Regions from separate parts of the Mus musculus genome. Here region 1 is linked to region 2. Evidence: chromatin contacts called from public HiChIP or PLAC-seq data. All regions are on one chromosome and are shown on one strand. Each heading gives the region's core, a stretch centred on a gene start, on an enhancer-like site or on the middle of the called end of the contact. The rest is flanking DNA. Distances are from core to core; before and after follow the strand shown.

The links. HiChIP or PLAC-seq counts read pairs in DNA pulled down with a chosen protein or histone mark.
Region 1: a contact with region 2 is called in a RAD21 HiChIP or PLAC-seq map of pro-B cells, with 11 times the contacts expected there. The contact joins two enhancer-like sites. A contact is called at or near these places in 1 of 39 promoter capture datasets (cranial neural crest) and 1 of 15 datasets of contacts at CTCF or cohesin (pro-B cells).

Annotation. Positions count from the first base shown.
Region 1 is chr1:146,806,568-146,809,824 of GRCm38.p6, forward strand. The region is part of intron 6 of Brinp3 (bone morphogenetic protein/retinoic acid inducible neural specific 3); the gene reads left to right. Among named protein-coding and RNA genes, the nearest start is that of Brinp3, 310 kb to the left of the region's middle. Within about 2 kb of position 1,399, at least 8 of the 459 cell types and tissues checked have an H3K27ac peak or open chromatin away from gene starts, as enhancers often do. A contact at or near this core is called in pro-B cells, where this site is marked.
Region 2 is chr1:144,405,454-144,408,323 of GRCm38.p6, forward strand. No RefSeq gene overlaps it. Among named protein-coding and RNA genes, the nearest start is that of Rgs1, 160 kb to the left of the region's middle. Within about 2 kb of position 1,383, at least 9 of the 459 cell types and tissues checked have an H3K27ac peak or open chromatin away from gene starts, as enhancers often do. A contact at or near this core is called in pro-B cells, where this site is marked.

The sequences.
Region 1 (3,257 bases), core at 149-2,648, 2.4 Mb after region 2:
AAAAACATAAAATCTTTTGTTTTTATTTAATATATTTGTCACTAGGCTGGACATCAATTTTGGCCAACTTGTTTGCATGCATCTTGTTGCTATGGCTTGATAATTTCCACAGAGGTATCAAAGAGTATAGCCTCCAGGTTGCCACAGTATTGGGTTGACAACATCATATTTTTTTTATTTCACATCCATAGCTGTGTATATGTTAGGACAATGTTCTGCTACTGTGTCCTATCACAAAACCTAGATTTTAATTATTTATTTATTTTATTGAGGAACCACAATGTTGTTATTTCATACAAAGTTACAACTCTATACTCTCACCAGCATGCACAAGGTTTCTCATGTTTCAATGTCCTTGTTAACAATTTGTGGCTTGTATCTACTAGACATTGCCTTTGATAAATGTACTGAAGTAAAGAAATATCTAATTTTGGTCACATTCTTTATTATACTAATAATATGTGTTGTGAATAATGAATGTTTCATATGTGATTAATCACTTGTGTGTTTTACTTCAGAGATATCTTTAAATCTATTACTTATTTTTAGGTTGGTTGTTTATTCATAAGTCATGATATTTTAACTTCTTTCTGTATGTTAAAAATAAATTTCTTACCAGAGAAAGATTCAGACTATATTTGAATATACTTGGCATTCTTTTTACTCTGTTAATTCTTTAATTTTCTTGGCTATGTAAAAGATTTTTGGCAATTTTATAAGGTGTCATTTATTTGATTTCAGTTTTATTTCTGGTGTTGGTAAACTTTTATAGGAAAAAAGGAAAAAAAAGCAAAAAAAAAAAAAAAAAAAAAAAAGAAGCTCTTGCTCTTTCCATTATCTTGCTGAGTTTTCTCTAAGCTTTCCTCCATCTGTTTCACATTTCAGGTTATACACTTAAGTCTTTAATCCATTTTGAGTAGATTTTATCTCTGGTCAAAAATAACGCTCTACTTTCATTCAACTAAGTGTGGAAAGCCAAATTTTCTAGCTACGTGTACTGTTCTTTTCCTTGTGTATATTCTTAGCACTTGAAAAAACACCAATATGGCCATAGGTGGACAGTTTCACTCTCAGGTCCCTGTGCTGTTTTGTTATTTTTTTGTGCCTGATTTTAAATAGTACCATGGGTTGAGTGTTACTTCTCTGTGGGATACTTTGAGATCGGGCAGTGTAAAGAACTATTCCTTCCGCTCATGACAGCATTACCTCTTCCTCGATTTAGACAGTGTGAGATGGAAAATGTCATGAAAAGACAGGAGCTAAGAAATTTAAAGAAAGGTAAGGGAAAGCAAGTAAAGTGGTAGGAAATCTACAAGTGACTATTTGCAAGACTCTTCTTAGTGCAGAGACCCAAGGGAATACATGCCTGTGGTCTGAGGGGTGGAGCCAGATGCTGGAGAGGGGTATGTACTTTATTGCATGCTGTGGCTTCGTTGCAAGCTGCTTTTCTGTGAACTCTAATGTTCAGTTGAGGAAGTGCGGGGCCTTACTGTCACATGTTCAGTGACATAGGTTTCTGAGAACGATGGCTTCCAATACAAATTCAGATTCCCCATCTAATGTGACTTTCACTTCAAAGCCTCAATACAAAGTTTAACAGATAGAATTTTCAGATTTAATCAGGTGATAGTGCCAAATAATTTTCTAAGAAACAACTTCAAAATAATCTACCAACAGTATATAAAAATACTCAATATAGTCATATGTTGTTTTATTATGAAATAAGTAGACTACTTATAATAATAAAAAAAATCCCAAGTTCCTGGCAAAATTTAACTACTGTGAAGAATGGCCTGTAGGAACATGACACAGTATAATATATTTTTCAGAACACAAATATAGGATGCATTCAACAACTGGAGGAATAAGTAAAATCACCTGTGATCATAAAAATTAAAAATAGGACATATTTCCTAATAAAGGAATGATGTAAAATATTTGAATACTTGATGGAAAAGCTAACTTATATACAGGAGTTTGGTATGTATTTGTCACTGTAAGCACTCAGTCTGTTCTGTTAGAAATTTTACCACCTTGTCTTTCTTCTCTAGTAGATATTTGTTTTGATACAAACAAATACCCATGAGAAAGGTGGAAAACTGCTAAAGCTACAGCACAAAGCGTCTCTAGTTTTCATTTCTGTTTTTGCTAATTGTGTGTAAGGACTTGAATGTGGATGCTATGAAAACTTTCTCACCTAACTATGGATTTGTCTACATTAGGTTTTATTCAGTTATTTTCTCTGAGGTTTTACTGTTTGAAGGATGTTCTTAAATTTATTCAAAAGGATCTTCATTTGAACCAACAGTAGCAATAATATTAACAATTAGTAATTAATAATAATGCTTAATAAAAATATAATAATAGAATCAGTCAACTTACAAGAATGAAGAGAAGCAAGAATCTTTTCTAATAACTAAATTAACTAATTAATTCCCCCTTTAATTAGTCATAGGATATTTTCTCATACAATGTAATAGGAGTAGAGATCCCCTGCTCTCCTTCTTTTCCTCCCATTTCCTTCTCTTTCACCTCAGTTCATCTCCTTTCCCATTTGGATGCTTCCAAGAAACAGCTTATGCTTAGGGAGTTGAGAAGGGGGGGGGGGGGGTGTGGGAGTGGGAATACAATTAACTCAAATTCAAATAGATGGCTTGTTACTAGCTGACAGCCTATGTTGTGTTTAAGATAGCTTCCTAGATAGCTCTCTGTAGATAGAAATTAGCTCTGTAGTCTGCTATAGACAGCTCATTCTGGTTGAGACAGCTCTCTTGGTAGAAAATATATCAGCAAGATCTCTGGATAGCTCATAGATTTTCTTACAAAAGTCAGAAAAGCTGCTTTAAAAATTTGGAGATTTTTCAAAGTCACAAATTCTAATAGAAAAATTTTAAGGTAATTTTTGAGATTTCCAGTCAAATTCAGAAAGCCAGAAAATATTCTAGAAGAGCTGTGTTCATTTTTCAAACAGCCTTCTCTAGTTAGCTGCTACAAAATATTTAAAGCAGCTGTTAACTATTTAAGTAATTCATGGGCTTTTGACAAAGGTCAGGAAATGATGTCATACTGTCTCTAACATCACCAAGCCAGACTAGTCAAGATTCACTATCTGTCTATCATTAGAGTTCTAAAATATAAAAACAAAATATAACAAAAACAAAAATAATATGATAAAACAAAAACCACCATACTGAAGTTGCACAAGGCAAACCAACCAAAGAATACAAGAACCCTAAGAGAAGGCACAAGTTTCAGAG
Region 2 (2,870 bases), core at 133-2,632:
TTGCCAGGGGTTGGATAACAGTTCTCACTTACTTTGCTGTATTTACTTTCTGATGAATGTTTGCCATTTGCCTTTTGCTTAATGGACCCCTGTCATCCTTCTCCTTTTCTTTCCTTCTCTTAGTCTTTACTTCTCTTCTCCTGGGATTTCTGAGCAGTTCTGAGGAAGAGCTAGGAGAGGTGGTGATCAGAGGACAACGAATGGAGCAAAGCTTTCTACAGATGTCTTCTCAGACTCTTAGGTATTCTAGAAAAGCAGGAAGGTACGCTGTGGGCTCTGTGATAGCCAACATGTCAGAGGTTTCTGTCTTGGAATGGTGCAGAGGGTTGAATAGAGTCAAACCTATTTGAGATTCTTCTTTTTCTTTTATCTTTTCTACCCCCAAGTAGGCCAGGGTCAGGAGATGCACAGCTGCCTTCTAGTCTGTGCTGCCCCTTCCTAGGAAAGATAGCTTTTATCTGCACTTCTTCTTTCAGTGACTCCACTGTTCTGGCTGTTTGTTGCAACACAAAAGCATCAGAAAGCTCTTACTGTCATCCCAGCCTTGCTGTGATAAGCACCCTCTTCTGTTCTTTATGCAGTGGCATAGTTTGAGTAAGCTCTGCTCTGCACATAGTGCCTGGAGTCTCCTGACATCTCAGCCAGGTATGTGTGTGTGTGTGCCTGTTTGTGTGTGAATGTGTGTTTGTGTGTTTAAGAGAAAGAGAAATCGACAGAGACTGACAGACAGACAGACAGACAGACACAGAGAGAGAGAGAGAGAGAGAGAGAGAGAGAGAGAGAGAGAGAGAGAGAATGTGTGTGTTTGCTGTGTATATGAAGAAAGGAGCAGATTCTTTAGCTCATCTTTCTTTCCAGGAATTCTCAGAAAGGTTACAAAATGTAGCCACAATAGACAGAGGGGGAGGGAAAGAGGGAGGGAGGGAGGGAGGGAGGGAGGGAGGGAGGGAGGGAGGGAGAGTTGGAGGGGAGGGAGGGGCGAGAGAGAGAGAGAGAGAGAGAGAGAGAGAGAGAGAGAGAGAGAGAGAGAGAGAGAGTAAAGCAGTTGTCAGCAGAAAAGTATAGTTTAAGGGGGATAGCACCAAAGATAGAAAGATAACCTGTTATGGAGATAAAACACAGACAGTTATAACACTGCAGACTTGATTCTTTGTCCAGGAGAAAATGGAAGGACCTGGGGTTTATGGTAAGATAACAGACAGCACATAATACTCGTAGGGAACACGCAATAGTTAGAAGCTGCGGGGGAACTGAAAGAATAAGACAGACAGCAAATATTTCATGCCATGTTTTAAAAAGGAGCTGGATCCTTGGAGGCTTAGGAGGTGGCTCACGTAACAGATGTAGTAAGCGAGTGTGGGCGGTAGGTGGCAGTGTCTGCACACATCCTCAATGCTGGCTGAGGCTGGGAGGATAACTAGCTTGCTCACTGAAGCAAATCTCAGTGGGAAGAGATGGTTCCCAGTTCTGAGTTAGTCATAGGAGCATTCGCAAGCTCCGAGTCTGGGCCTTTCTAGGTATATATTATGGTACACAGAAACTCGGGTAAAATCTGCAGGGAACATTTCTGATTTCATTAAATTTTCACAGTTGCATTTTTGCTTCTTCTTAATTAAGTAATGATAGAGTTGAAAATGCGATTAAGAGCCCGGCTGTGGCTGCTTCTTACTTCTATTGGAATTGCTTAATTTATCTCCAGGGAAAGTGGCTCTTTTGCTGGTACGAGTACCAGGAGAGCTCTAGTGACATGGTTGCTTGTAAGATGCAGGGCTATGGGGGTAGTTTCAATAGAATGAATGACAGAAAGACATGAAACGACTTGACAGTATAAAGCTACATAAACTGTGGAGTTTGGAGTTACTGTGAATTAACAAGATGACTGCATTTAAAAAAGAATCATGTACCTGGGAGAGTCCGAGCTTACAAAGGAATGAGAAGGCTTATGTATGCACGGAGACAAAGACAAATATTTCTATGTCAAAATGATAAGAAAATACCTGGAAATAATGACGGCCTCTATTGAGATAGCTATATGTTTGCTCTATTCGTTATCGCCAAGTTTCTACTGAAAGTCATGTTAAGCTCAAGCTGCTGGGTACAGGCCTGTAATCCTAGCTTGCTAATTCAGGAGCTAAGCAAGAGAATGTAAACTCCAAAGGCTGCTCAGTTGCCTGGGATATGCAGTGAATTCAAGATCATTCTGGGTAACTTAATGAGACCCTGTTGCAAAAGAAAAAAAATAAGTAAGAAAAGAGCTGGGAATTTAGCTCAGTGGTAGCACACTTGCTGAGCATGGATGAAGACCTGTTTTTTGATCTCCAACATTGTAAAACAAACTAAAATAACCCCTCAAATGTGTGTTATTTGCATGTTTGAAGGAATTTTAGAAAAATCGTGATAGGTGGTTAGAACTGGATGTGGCAGAAACTTTGAAAGGACATGGTTTAAATCTGATGAAGATTATTTTTGACATAAAGAAACCGCCATCCATGGCAGGTTCATCATGACCGTGCACCTTCTGTAACACTATACTGCCTTCCTGAGGCTATAGCTGCCATATTTGCGGTTCTCCATGTTGTCACCGCAGAAGAGTATCCCACATCTGCATTCCAGAGAGCAAGGGAGAGAAGGAAGAAATACACATGTCTTCTGCGCTACCAAGGGCTTCTAGACATTCTGCAGAAGACTCCATTTGCTCCAGACTTTACAGTTCAGTAAGCAGGGCCTAGACATAAGGGAGGTTTAAAAATAGATTCTTTGTACATTTGGAAGGTGAAAGAAATCCAGCTTGGGTGAGACATGGTTGGTCAAATGAAACTGGGGCCGGATGACCCAGGCATGAGAGAAGAACTATGAATACACTGAGTCTA